2 separate regions of the Zea mays genome follow, and region 2 is linked to region 1. A link is a contact called in public Hi-C data. All regions are on one chromosome and are shown on one strand. Each heading gives the region's core, a stretch centred on a gene start, on an enhancer-like site or on the middle of the called end of the contact. The rest is flanking DNA. Distances are from core to core; before and after follow the strand shown.

Region 1 (5,967 bases), core at 2,812-5,311:
CTGTTGCCCGATCCATGCGTTGAGAGTGGGAGGAGGCACGGATGGGATGAGCCAAGATTGACAGGAGATTTGTGATCTGATTTCTGTTCTGGTTTTTGAAGCTGTTTTTTTTGTTTGATGTGATCTGTGACAAAACTGTGTGTGTGTGTGGGGGGGGGGGGGGGGACACACAGACATCAGAATGAAAAAAGCGAAAGCGAAGGATGAACCCCCTCCCCTCGTGTTCCTTAGTTTTCTTTGCTTTCATTTGTCTTTTTCTAACTGGTTTTTATAATTTGTATTTGGAGATCAATAGTTTCACATGCTCTCGGGGAATGGTCTGTGCTGGATTTATCAGGATAAAAGCATGATCATGTTGAAATCACTAATTATATTCCCAGATTTGATGGTCTTGTTAGTGTTATCTTGTTACACGATGGAAGGTATCTTTCCGTATAATTTCAAGAGCAATTTAGCAACTGAATCTAAGCAGATCTTCTGAAGTGGTTGCTCATATTTGTGTACCCTGAAGTATCATCACATTATACTCTTGAAACACATGCACATGCACATCAGGCTTCATAGAGAGAAGTTTCGCTGTCTAAGCTTGACTGCTAGCACCATAGTTTTTTGTTCTCTTTGCCTGATCCTGTGTTTGTTTCGTTTTTATGGTCGGACACTTCCCTTCTGCATTTTTGTTCCCATGACTAAAATTTATCCATAGGCTGATGTTTCATTTTAGAAAGCTTTCACGGTTAAATACTCTAATCCTGTTATATACTTGTGTGGATGTCCCTGAAGCAGCATTTTTCTCCCCAGATGTTAACCTTAGAAATCTTGCACGTTTGCAGGCAAATAGACGAATACACGCATCTCATCGCAAGCATAAAAGCACAGATCAAGTTGGTACGTACAATGCATATTATAATTGTCTAGGTGTTCCATTATGTCGTAAATTATATAATCTACTACTACCTTCCAAGTTATAAAGACGTTTTGGTTGTTTCAGATACATTGCTTTTACTTCGTATTTAGACAGTGTATATTCAAGTGCATAACGAAACAAACTGTAAATCTAGAAAAGGTCGATTTTGAATGTAGGAAGTAAATTATAGTTGCTCCATCCTTTCATACGTCGTTATCTGCTTAAATTCAGATATTACTGTGCCCTACTGCTTAGCTATTGGCATTTTCACACGCAGGTATGTGAAGGTATCCGCGAAGTGCTGCAGCTGCCTGCGGAGAAAGAGTTATCGCCCAGGAATACGTGGTAGAATTTGGTTCTCAATGGAGCAGGGGGTGGTGTTCTTTAAACGTGGTTCCGTTTCAACTCTTGCAGTTGAAATTATTGTGGTGCCGACAGTATTTTAGAGCAGAGAATGAGGTTCCCCTTCGTACAACAATCTCTTCGACGACACCACGTACAACTCATACTGATTTCTATGTATTCATTACGTTGGCATATGGCCTTGCCGATTTGCAGTTTATTTGAGCCTCTTTTCCAAGTTAGGTTGAGCTCACACCACCGGGCCTTCCCTGACCCCGACGCGCGCAGTTGCGCACACTTACCCATTCTCGGCCCACGACAAGTTCTTATAACGATTAATGATCCAGTACATGTGGTCGCCGGCGTTGGCGTCGTACGTGACCACTCGCATAGGCCAGACCACCAAAGGTGTCAATAGAGAATTCCAGAGGTGCTAATTCCTCACTGGATTTGGACACCCTATTCCTATGACTGAGGCATATCCATCTCTATCTTCGTACTCATTATAGGTTTAAGATTCATCTTATAGCTATCTCTATTCAGGTATGGGGTTCCAGTGGACCTTCATCTCTGACAATAAAAACATGATCGCATTATATTTTATATGACATAAATAGCCACATGACATCTAACAATAATACATTAAAAATAAATCTTACATGTAACAAGTAAAAACATTATTTAGTTATGTAAAACATGACACGTTCTAATAATAATAAAAACAAAGTGAAACATTCTAAGAATAGTGACTTATTTAATGTAAGATCATGTCGTATTTGTTACTTTGAATTGAACGTCTAGAGTGGTTAGATGCACCAGTATTCCTGATTTTAATTTCCGATTCCTGACTGTTACCAATGATTTCACGATCGATTATATCATTTACGTGATCATGTTACTTCCTGTTTCGTTTTTCCGATTGTTACCGTTTATGATTTCGGATTAAAATATGGGTTGAAAGTGGTTGAAGGGTTTTCCTGACTGTTTTTGACTGTTTTCATCGCTAGTCGTACTCCAGTCTATAAAAAAAACTATTCCATTGCAAGCATAAAAGCACAATTATCTCCAGTATTCTCACTATTCTAAAAGCCAAAATTTTCTCAATATATAAAGCACGAAATATATACCATACGAACGATGGGACGATGAACTTGCTAAACTTCATGTGAAACTCCACAAAATCATGAAAAATACCGGAAGCACACCTCCCATGGTTATTAAAATTGCTTCTCATTGTTCCCAAACAAGTCATTATAAGTTTCTAAATATCAGCAACCATGATTTCTTCTACCTACAGAGGTCCGGATTATTTTTGAAAAAAATTATAGTATGCTATCAGATTTTATACTATTCCCTGTGTGCCACTAAGTGGTATATAGGTATATTTTGTGTGTATGACATGTGAGACCAGTAGTATACAAAGAACGAGTATATTTTTCAATGGCATATAGAGAATTGACCCATTATTTTTCTCTGTCCGGAGTAATTGGTGTACTGTTGAAGTTTCCCCCCTCTGTCCGCTGAGTCAATAGACCGTTTGGAAACTTAAATCTCATATTCCTAACAGGGATTGGGGAGCTTAACTTTTGCCTCAATCCTTGCCAAGAATTTCGGAGGAGATTTAAGTTTTAATCTCTAGTAGTTTAATTTTGCACTCAATCCTTAGAAATTTTGGAGGAGATTTTAATTTCCAAACTGGCCCTAAATAAGACCCATAGAGGAAGTTAATTGCGGTCTTTTGCAAAGAAATTCAATCGACGCTATGCAAGCAAGTAGAGGGATACGAGGAACACCACGTACGCCGGGTGTATTTATTTGCACAGTAACATACTCCTATATACTAGCACTAGGAGTATACTGCTACTGTACCACGTGGATGGATCATCAGAGACCTCCTCGTTGTTCTCATATGTAGTAGCAGCAGCAGCACTAGTTTTGGTCCTTAACGAGCGCAACGATCTGCGCAGCTGCGTTTTTATCTTTGATGCCAAGATCCTTCATGTCGGGGATCTCAGCGGTCGGGTCGACGGCCCACCTGAAGACGGCTTTCGAGATCCTGTCCCATTTCTGCACCTGCTTCCCCTCCAGCGCCGATATGGTCACCGCTTGCGGCTTCTTGAACCCCTCGTCTACCTTGCGGGACACGGTGAAGAACCGCAGCCCCTCGCATACCATGATCACTAGCTTCGCCAGGTTGCTCTTCTCCTCGGCTTTGGGGTCAGCCGCTGCCTGCAGCAGCAGCAGCTCCTCCTCCTCCTCCGCCGCCTCTGCTAGTGTCGTCGTCGTCTTCTTCGCCAGGTAGTTGACGGCCGTGGTCATTTCGGCACGGCCCATGGTGACGGTCTCCAGGCCCTTACTGCCGATGAGGTCCTGGTACCGGCCGCCAAAGCCGAGCCACTTGGCGTTGTCGTCGAGGAGGTGGGTGTCGCCGTCCTTGCCGAACTCCCACCACACCCCGCCGGGGGTCCTGAAGCCGACCAGGTAGAGGTTGTCCATACGTATGGCGAGCGTGATGGACCTGGTCTTCGTTTTGAGCTCGGTGTAGAACCAGAGCTCGGGGACATTCTTCTCCAGCGGCAGCACGGGCTGGACGATGCCTGTATGGTTGGTGCAGTATTTGATCACGTCTTTCCGGACGGAGGTGATGAAGGCGCTGTAAGGGTAGGCCGTGTCCTCCACGGGGAAGGTTTCGGTGAACTTTGGCACTATATTTTTCTTCTTTGTTTGAGTAATAAGATCACTCAACTCTGGGTTTGGCTCCGCCATTCTCTCTTCTCTTTTTGTATCAACAGCTGAAAGTATGGATGGGTTGCTGGCAATTGGCATTGTGAATTGGCGATGTACTCGTTGCAGATATATGTAGTGGGAGGGTTGGGCATGTAGGTAATTCGATAGGATAAGGATGACTATGGTACGTACTATGTGGTGATGCGTCGGTAGCATTATTTATGCCAATTATTGATTCGCTCACCAAACTTTTAAATGCAGGAATACTGCGAATACAGAATACTCTCTTCAGGCATGGACAACGTGCTTCACGAGGATGCGGTCTGCCAGTCTCCGCGTGCCGTCCAAATTGCCAAGGAAAAAAAATATTTTCGCTCCTTAAACTTTTCACTATGTGTTATTCCGGTCCATAATTTTTTAAAATATGGCAGATCGGTTCTTAATCATTGTTGAGTATTAGTAGGACCGGACATTTTGAACCTGCTAACTAAAACCGAATAGACCGAATTGCTCGGTTTTTGGTTTTTAGGTTTCCGATTTGGTCTATAAATTTCTTTTATTCCGATGTGATCTGTCTCTATATAGTTAGTGAAGGGAAGACCATATATATACACGGCCGGTCCCGAGGTTTCATGGACCCGGGGCGAAACAAAAAATTGAGGCCCTCAAATTTTTTTGAATGGTAAAAGTCTATAATATATATATATATATATATATATATATATATATATATATATATATATATATATATATATATATATATATATATATATATATATATATATACTTTACTAGTACGATGCCCGTGCGTTGCAACAGCACATTATTTTTTTTTAAAAATGTTAGAGCATAATGATTACATGAAAATTAAATGTTCATATTAGACACTGTATGATATCTGGGTATCGACTATAACAATGAACAACTAAAAGTTTAATTGCTCAAGTGCTAAAAAAGTAAGATATAACTATTCAGTGATATATTTTGTACACTGTAAGACCGTTGTCTTAGTGCTCTCAACATACAACTTTCTTTCAAAGTTTCAATGGCTCTTGACTGCCTTTGTTCAATCACCAATGCCTTTTGACATCCTTCTTTCAAAGCTTGATCTGTTCAATCTTGCAGGCACGATCAATAGTAGACGGACAATGTCAAATGTGTGTCATGACATTCTGAGATCATTGTTGCCCAATTCGGGTAGCATCGGCCAAAACATGCGACACAATAAGGATATACAACCTGCAGAAAAAGGGACTCTAAATTTGCAGAGAATAGAAATGCAAAAGCTAAAGTAGAGAAGATACATCAGAAGATATGCCCAACATAAACTTCAGCTCCCAACAGATTCAAATAGTTGTTTGAGATCTTCAGAATAGTTGTTTGAGATTTTCAGAAGATACATTAGAAGATATGCCCCAACATAAACTTCAGCTCCATGAGTAAGAGCAAGAAGCTCAGATACTTCCGTTTTTCATTCTCATCATTCGCATCAACATCGACCATTTTACTTTCATCATTAGCATCAAATTCACACACACCATCAATTTCTTAATCCTCCTCTATCTCTTCATACTCAACCTCCTCCTCGATTTCTTCATACTCAACTTCTTTCTCTTTATCTACCTCGTCTGGATCATCAAACTGACAATGTATGGATAGAAATAAAAACTACGGTTCTGTGAAGTTTGTTTATTTATTTGTTCAAGAAGAAGCAAGTGTTGTGATGTGGGCAAATAGAATTCAGGGTCATGGGAAAAAATACAGGTACTGAAGCAAAGCAGAGGTGAGAGACAATCAAAGAAGATGATATCTGAAGTACAATTGAACAGGTTGGTGCAATCGTAAGGTATCAAACATCCCATTAATTGAATGGAAATGAAGAGAAAAGGAACAGGGAAAACAAAATAAAAATGTGTAAAATAAAACCTAAGTAATGATTAAACATGAAAAACGTCACTCTATGGAGTCATGGAGACATAATACAACAGAAAAAA
Region 2 (6,240 bases), core at 2,705-5,204, 75 kb after region 1:
CTGGGATTTATTTGAATTTCTTAATTGGGTCAAGCCCATAAATCCTAATAATAGCTTGGTGCCACAATTGATGTCGTCCTTGCACTGCACATGCGGCCATAGACACGACCAAGGCTTACTGCGCACTGCTTACTATAGTGATCGCATGGCTCTAGTGTTACATCTGCTCCAGTGTATGTACACTAATGACAATGCGCACCACATGCACTAGCACTACTGGCTGGCTGTGCCCTTGCGCTCACGGAAACGCTGGATTCGCCTGCTCCCCGTGAGCATCTGATGAATTGATCGCCGAGCCACTAGGAGCGCCCGACCTGAACTGGAGGCTCATCAGTGGTCTTCTTCAGTGCTTCTCTGGTGTGTCCAACGTACGCTCGGTCATATGTTCATATGGTGGAAATGCTTTTGCCATCGATCCAGTCCGTCTAGTTTAGTGCGGTTCGAATGCTATGGTCTAAAATTTAGTCACTGAACTTTAGGTTATTTGAACTCATTTATTTGTATGGTACAGTGAACTATTGCTTTTCTTTTAATTTAGTTCGATTAACTTTAGATGATACATTAGACAATCTATCATACGCTGTGTGTCCACTCGCCGAGGCGGGGACTTATAAATGTTCTATTATCTAAAAAAACAGACAATCTATCTATTTAGAGTAAGCTGAAGTCATCTAAAGTTCTGTCCCTAGAGAGTGAATGATATGAAACTACTTCAAAACAGTGAATCACTGTCAGTTCAAAATCTCTTATCATTGTCAAAATTGATATGATCGGTAAAGGATAATCAGCAGTGATGAAAGTGGTCTACCACTTCCAATTAAGCGATCCAGCAGTGACAATCGCAGACCAAAGCATCATCCTATAGTGGTATCGATGGTTATTACTGGTGGGTTGGCGCATGAATCGGTTTAATTATATTTTAATTTTGTAACTGCACTAGGTGTATAGAATTGATATTCATACACGCTTAGACTGATTTATCGGTTGAGTTTGGTATATATGTGTGTAGCAACACAACCTATCTGATTTTTTCGGCTAGATTTGCCACTGCTCGCTTGACTTTAATCTGGACCATTTTCTATTGTTTTTATAGTGTTTTTTCTTTATGGTTTGCAGCTATAGCTGGCTTTAATCCGAAGTGAACAACATATTTGTTCCTTGGTTACTACTACCGAGGAGCAGGTATCGGCCTCGCCAACAATAAGATTGTTGCGATTATAGAACGTAGTAGACTAGGCTTCGACAAAATAGACAGGGAGGCCTCATGACTTGGCATCGTCATGACGACTTTTCTTTGTCCATTGCTAACTAGCACTCGGCAAAGACTTTATCAAATATCGATATAAAAGTACTCGACAAAGAGTCTGTTGTCGATAATCAGTTTATCGAGATTTCTTTACCGAGTGCTACACTCAGCAAAGAACTCTGTTCTGACAGTGAGAGGACAGCTTCGCTAGAACGAACTGAATACACGCCCGAATTCACCATAGTGGACACGCTTTCGTCATCCCGCGGCTTCATCTCCGATTAAGCCACCGGAGCAGAGACGTGACCACTCCATGAGCTCTCCTCTCCTACCTCGATCTGCTCCCTCCCCCTATTTCTACCCTAGTCGTCGCCGTCATGGGAGCGTACTCCCCGGTCGTGTCTGTCGCCGACGCTCTTGGTGTTGCTCGTGCCATTGCCGTTGCCGATGCTGGTAGTGCAGCCAGGGTTGCGGAGAAGAAGGCCGGGGCGGCTGTGAAGCTTGCCTCCCTTGTTGTGGACAAGCCGGAGTCGCTATAGAAGATATGAGGAACTCCATCACGGTTGAAGCTAACCCCATTCCTGATTAGCTGACTATTCTTCAATCTATCTTATTATGGATTTTGGTAGCATGTTGGTCGTAAAAGTAATGCATTCTTTGTTCTATGTATATAAATGTGTTTAGTGTAGGTTTTTTGTGCATATGAATCCAGGTAGATAGTTGCATACATGTTGATACTAGGCTCATGTCACATGTATCCAGCAGTCACCGTGCACATGCTAATTAGTCCTTATCTCCTGAATTTGGTTGAACATAACACTCTTTGTTTTACAGAACAATGTTGATTTGAATTATGTTGTTAGCATAAAAAAATTATTTGTGGTATGCTATTCAAGAGATGAGAAGGCAATCTACTATGGTACATAGCCTAAGCATCAATGTGTGCTCTAGTATCCCAGAAATAGAAAGCAGCAAGATAGGAAAGCTTGTAAACCACCTGAACCATATCTACAAAATGCTTGAGAAGACTTCATGTCAGGGAGGCACTGTTCACGAGGTTAGTAGCGCATGAACAGTGCCAAGATTAGAACAGTTTGGTTTAGATCAAATTAGTTAGAGAAGAGATAAGGATTAGATCAGATTTTGTTGATAATGATTAGATTAGTCAGGGAAGGGATAAGGATTAGACCAGATTTGGTTAGTTGAATAGAGATAAGTCAGTTGTCTCTATAAAAGGGACACTATTGTATCAGTTAAAGGTAAGCAAGAATTAGAAACAAACATTCTTCTTGCCTGATCGTGGACAGAGACCTTCCTGCAACTATAACTCCCACTCCAATTCTACAACTATGAATGATGCAGACATGCATTTCTGGAAGAAACTGAATGGATCTTTGCTCCTTGCGGTTAAGTATTGTAGTTATATTTCGTCTAGCAATGTGTTGTAGAGATCAATAAAATTAGTTAGTTTGTGATCGGTTGATAGTGAACATTTTCCCGTCAACTATGTGACTTCACTGTGGCTGTAAATCTGTTTTACAGGATATTATGACACTCGAGTTGCTTATTATTCATGGAGAGGAGCACAAGGGTACACTTTTGCATCCATCCCGGATTATTAGCCGTCTGTGTTTCGTCGATTGAGGTTCATCAAAAGGCAGCTAGGCGGCCAAGCACCTGGACAGTTAATGAAGCCACTGGAGCTAACAAAATTGTCAAGACTCCCAAGTCCCAACCGATATGTATAGGCAACATATCATCTGAAACGGTGCTGATAGGTTAACTTGGCAACATAGAAAAAAATGTTGTTAAACATAATGCTAAAATATATTGTAAAGCATAATTAGGGCGGGTAATAGATCATGATCCAAATGTTTCTTCACAATTTGTTTGAGCTCTTAATTAATTTATTTTAAAAATAAATAAAAATAGAGTTTGATTTTAATCCTAACTGATTCTTAATTTTTATAGTGTAAATTTAGAGCTCATTACCACTCTTAAGCATAACGTTATGCTGGCAACATAGGTACATGTATTTGCCCCCTTTCTCTTATTCTGTTTTGTGTTTCCATTTGGTTACTTGTATTTATATATTTCTCCTTCGTATCGGTTTATATTTTTCGTAGCTCTGCAACGGGAATTTCCCCATCATACCGAAGCAGTACCTTGTATTGTATTCTGGAGGTGCTACGGATTGGTCAAATTGGCTGTCATTCATGTCTGGTGGCACATTTCATTTCACAAGCCCTAAAGTTTGTGGTGCCATCCCAGTCTCTATCTCAATATTAATCTGGATTTGTCAATGAAATAAAGTGTACACGCTCGGTAATGGAACTTCCAAGCAAATGAAATGAATTTACGAAAAAAAATCATATGTACCCTGGTTTGTAGACTCTTTGAAAATGACATGCTCAGTGCGAAATCCACGTTCGTCAAACGGATCATAACGCCGATGATTAGCTTTGTCGAGCAAATGAATGGTACAGTACACAGACTAAATCTCCTACTCTTTTTTGTCAAACAAATTGGACGACGTGCATAATTTAATTTAAATCACGCTCTTCAGAATTTCTTCGCACTCATCGTCTACCACCGTTGACAAAGATAAAAACCCAATGGAATCCGTTGCGCGGAAGCTTCACTGTACCTCGTTCCGCGGGACCCACCTGTCACTCTCCCCAGTGAACTGTCGGTGTGTCAACCTCCCCGACCCAGCCAAACACGCTCGTAGTCGTCGTCGTCTCCCTTCACAAAAGCCCTCCCCCCTCGATCTCTGCTCCAAAGAAACTTCTCCTCCACCTCCTCCCACGCCGTTATCACTCCCCAAGATCCCACCCGCTGGGCCCTAATTCCCGTCGCAATACACCGCATTGGGCGTGCGCGTTGTGCCACCGCCACCGGGGTAGCGTCTCGGATCTGACCGGCGAGTCGGTGGCGGGGCCTTGGGTGCGTCTGAGAAGTGACCGCGAATCTAAGGAGAGCACAGGAGAGCGCGGCGGGGAAGGAGCCGGGACGAATGGCGCCGACGCGGGGCGCCGGAGGCGGGGTGCGTCTGCCGCCGATGAACGCGCTGGAGATCCTGCGGGAGACGGTGCGGGTGCTGCGCGGAGACCCGCACGCGTTCACGTCCATCCTCTTCCTGCTGCTCTGCCCGGCGTCCGGGTGCCTCCTCCTGTCCGCGGCCGCGCTGGACGGGGCCGTCGTGCTGCCGCTCGCGCGGAGGCTCCTCGCCGCCGCCGCCACGTCGGGGCTCCCGCTCACGCATTTCGTCGGGCAGCTGGCGCACCACCTCGCCGCCACGCTCGTCTCCGCCGTCGTCTCGCTGCCGGCGCTCCTCACGCTCCTCCTCGCCGCCCGCGCCGCCGTGGCATACACCGTCGCGGCCGTGTACGCCGGGAAGCCCCTAGCGGCCGGGGACATCACCCTCCTCGCGCGCCGCGCGTGGCCGCGCCTCGCCGCCACGTACGCGCTCGGGTGCGCCGCCGTCGCCGTCGGACTCGTCGCCTTCCTCGCCCTCCTCGTCACGGCCTGCTCCACGCTCAGGGCCATGCTCTACCCGCCCGACATTGTCGTCTGCGCGGGCCTCTTCACTGTCCTCGCCTACTCCGTGGTGTACGCGCACACCATCATCATCTGCAACCTCGGCGGCGTCATCGCCGTTCTCGAGGAAGTGGCCGGGATCAATGCGCTGCGCCGGTCGGTGCAGCTGATGCGTGGGCAGACCCACGTCGGGCTGCTCATCTTCCTTGGATCCACCATTGGCCTAGCTTTCGTGGAAGGGCTGTTTGAGCACAGGGTGAAGACGCTGAGCTATGGCGATGGCTCGTCGCGGCTCTGGGAGGGGCCATTGTTGGTCCTCATGTACTCGGTCGTGATGCTGGTTGATTCAATGATGAGTGCGGTTTTCTACTTCACTTGCCGGTCATCAAACTTGGACTTCTTGGACGAGCAGGGTGGCTCGGTTGAGGAGCTTGAGATGATGAGGGCTGGCAGTTTAGATGCATTTAGGTGATGAAGAAGATTGGTTTATTTCTCACGTGTGTATCTGTTCATAGCATCATAGGAGAATAAGTGAGATGGCCATTTGTCAAGAGCCGCACAGATTGACAAGTCCTTATTGGTGGTTACAAGCCATGGTGGCTTATGTGTATGCATGGGTTGATTAGCTGAAGTTGGTGTTGAAAGGAACATTTTTTGCAGCCATTTGGTATATCCATGCTTAGTCAATAGCGGATTTGGATGGGAAGGCTAGAGGGAGATCTGTCATGTGGTTTGTTCTGGATCAGATCCATGTTTTGGCAGCGATTGAAGAGCTGGTGATATGTGTAGCATTCTTTCAAAATGGTGTAACTAGTATATCAATTTAATCGTTGTGGAATTTTGTTGCCTAATGGCATTTTGGTTATACTGGATGAAACATTTGTTACTGGGGAAATACGAATCTTGATCCTTCTAGTATCACTCAAGCTAAATGTGCCTCTTCAGTGACTTTTTATGCTGTGGATGATGTTTGTTGGCAAAATGCTTAGCTCCTAGGTTTTCAGATTTCTGATGATCTGTCTCGCTACTATCTGAAAAAAGTTATTACAACCGACAGATCTGTATGCTGTATTCTTGCCTTTGCAGAAGATGCTGATTGTCTTTATCAGTTAACATCCACAAGTCATCTTGGAGCTAAGCAACCTTGTTGAGAGTATTCTTCCTTTGTGTAGTGTGTGCTGCTGAAGACTTGTCAAGTCTGAAGCTTGGAATTTTGCATCTGAAGCATCTTTTTGTTTCTTTATTATCTTTGAGCATTATGCTTTGTTGGCACAGAACTTGGGCTGATAATCCATGCACTCTATAGACAGATGGATTCTTTTTTCTTCCTCAGATCAACAGTCCATTGACTTCCATTGCCTTATGCCTAAGATCGAACCTATGTGGTGTTCAATGAACACTTCGTGTATTTTACTGTCAACTTGTCAAGTGTGCACAAACGGGGTGGAAAAAAG

The links. Hi-C and Micro-C count contacts between places; a contact is called where the count stands out from the background.
Region 2: a contact with region 1 is called in a Hi-C map of endosperm, with 3 times the contacts expected there. The contact joins the enhancer-like site here to the promoter of LOC541814 in region 1. A contact is called at or near these places in 8 of 25 Hi-C or Micro-C datasets (bundle sheath, ear, endosperm and 3 more) and 1 of 3 datasets of contacts at active chromatin or transcription factors (leaf).

Annotation. Positions count from the first base shown.
Region 1 is chr7:171,887,915-171,893,881 of Zm-B73-REFERENCE-NAM-5.0, forward strand. LOC541814 (ribosome-inactivating protein) reads right to left here and starts at 4,062. Exons shown (of 1, transcript NM_001137489.2): 1 at 2,966-4,062. The coding sequence starts at 4,012. The coding sequence ends at 3,176. It overlaps LOC100284726 (protein UXT), which reads left to right. Exons shown (of 6, transcript NM_001157621.2): 5 at 831-885; 6 at 1,182-1,442. The coding sequence ends at 1,253.
Region 2 is chr7:171,963,342-171,969,581 of Zm-B73-REFERENCE-NAM-5.0, forward strand. No RefSeq gene overlaps it. Among protein-coding and RNA genes, the nearest start is that of LOC100194215, 9.9 kb to the right of the region's middle. Within about 2 kb of position 3,955, at least 20 of the 20 cell types and tissues checked have an H3K27ac peak or open chromatin away from gene starts, as enhancers often do. A contact at or near this core is called in bundle sheath, ear, endosperm and 3 more, where this site is marked.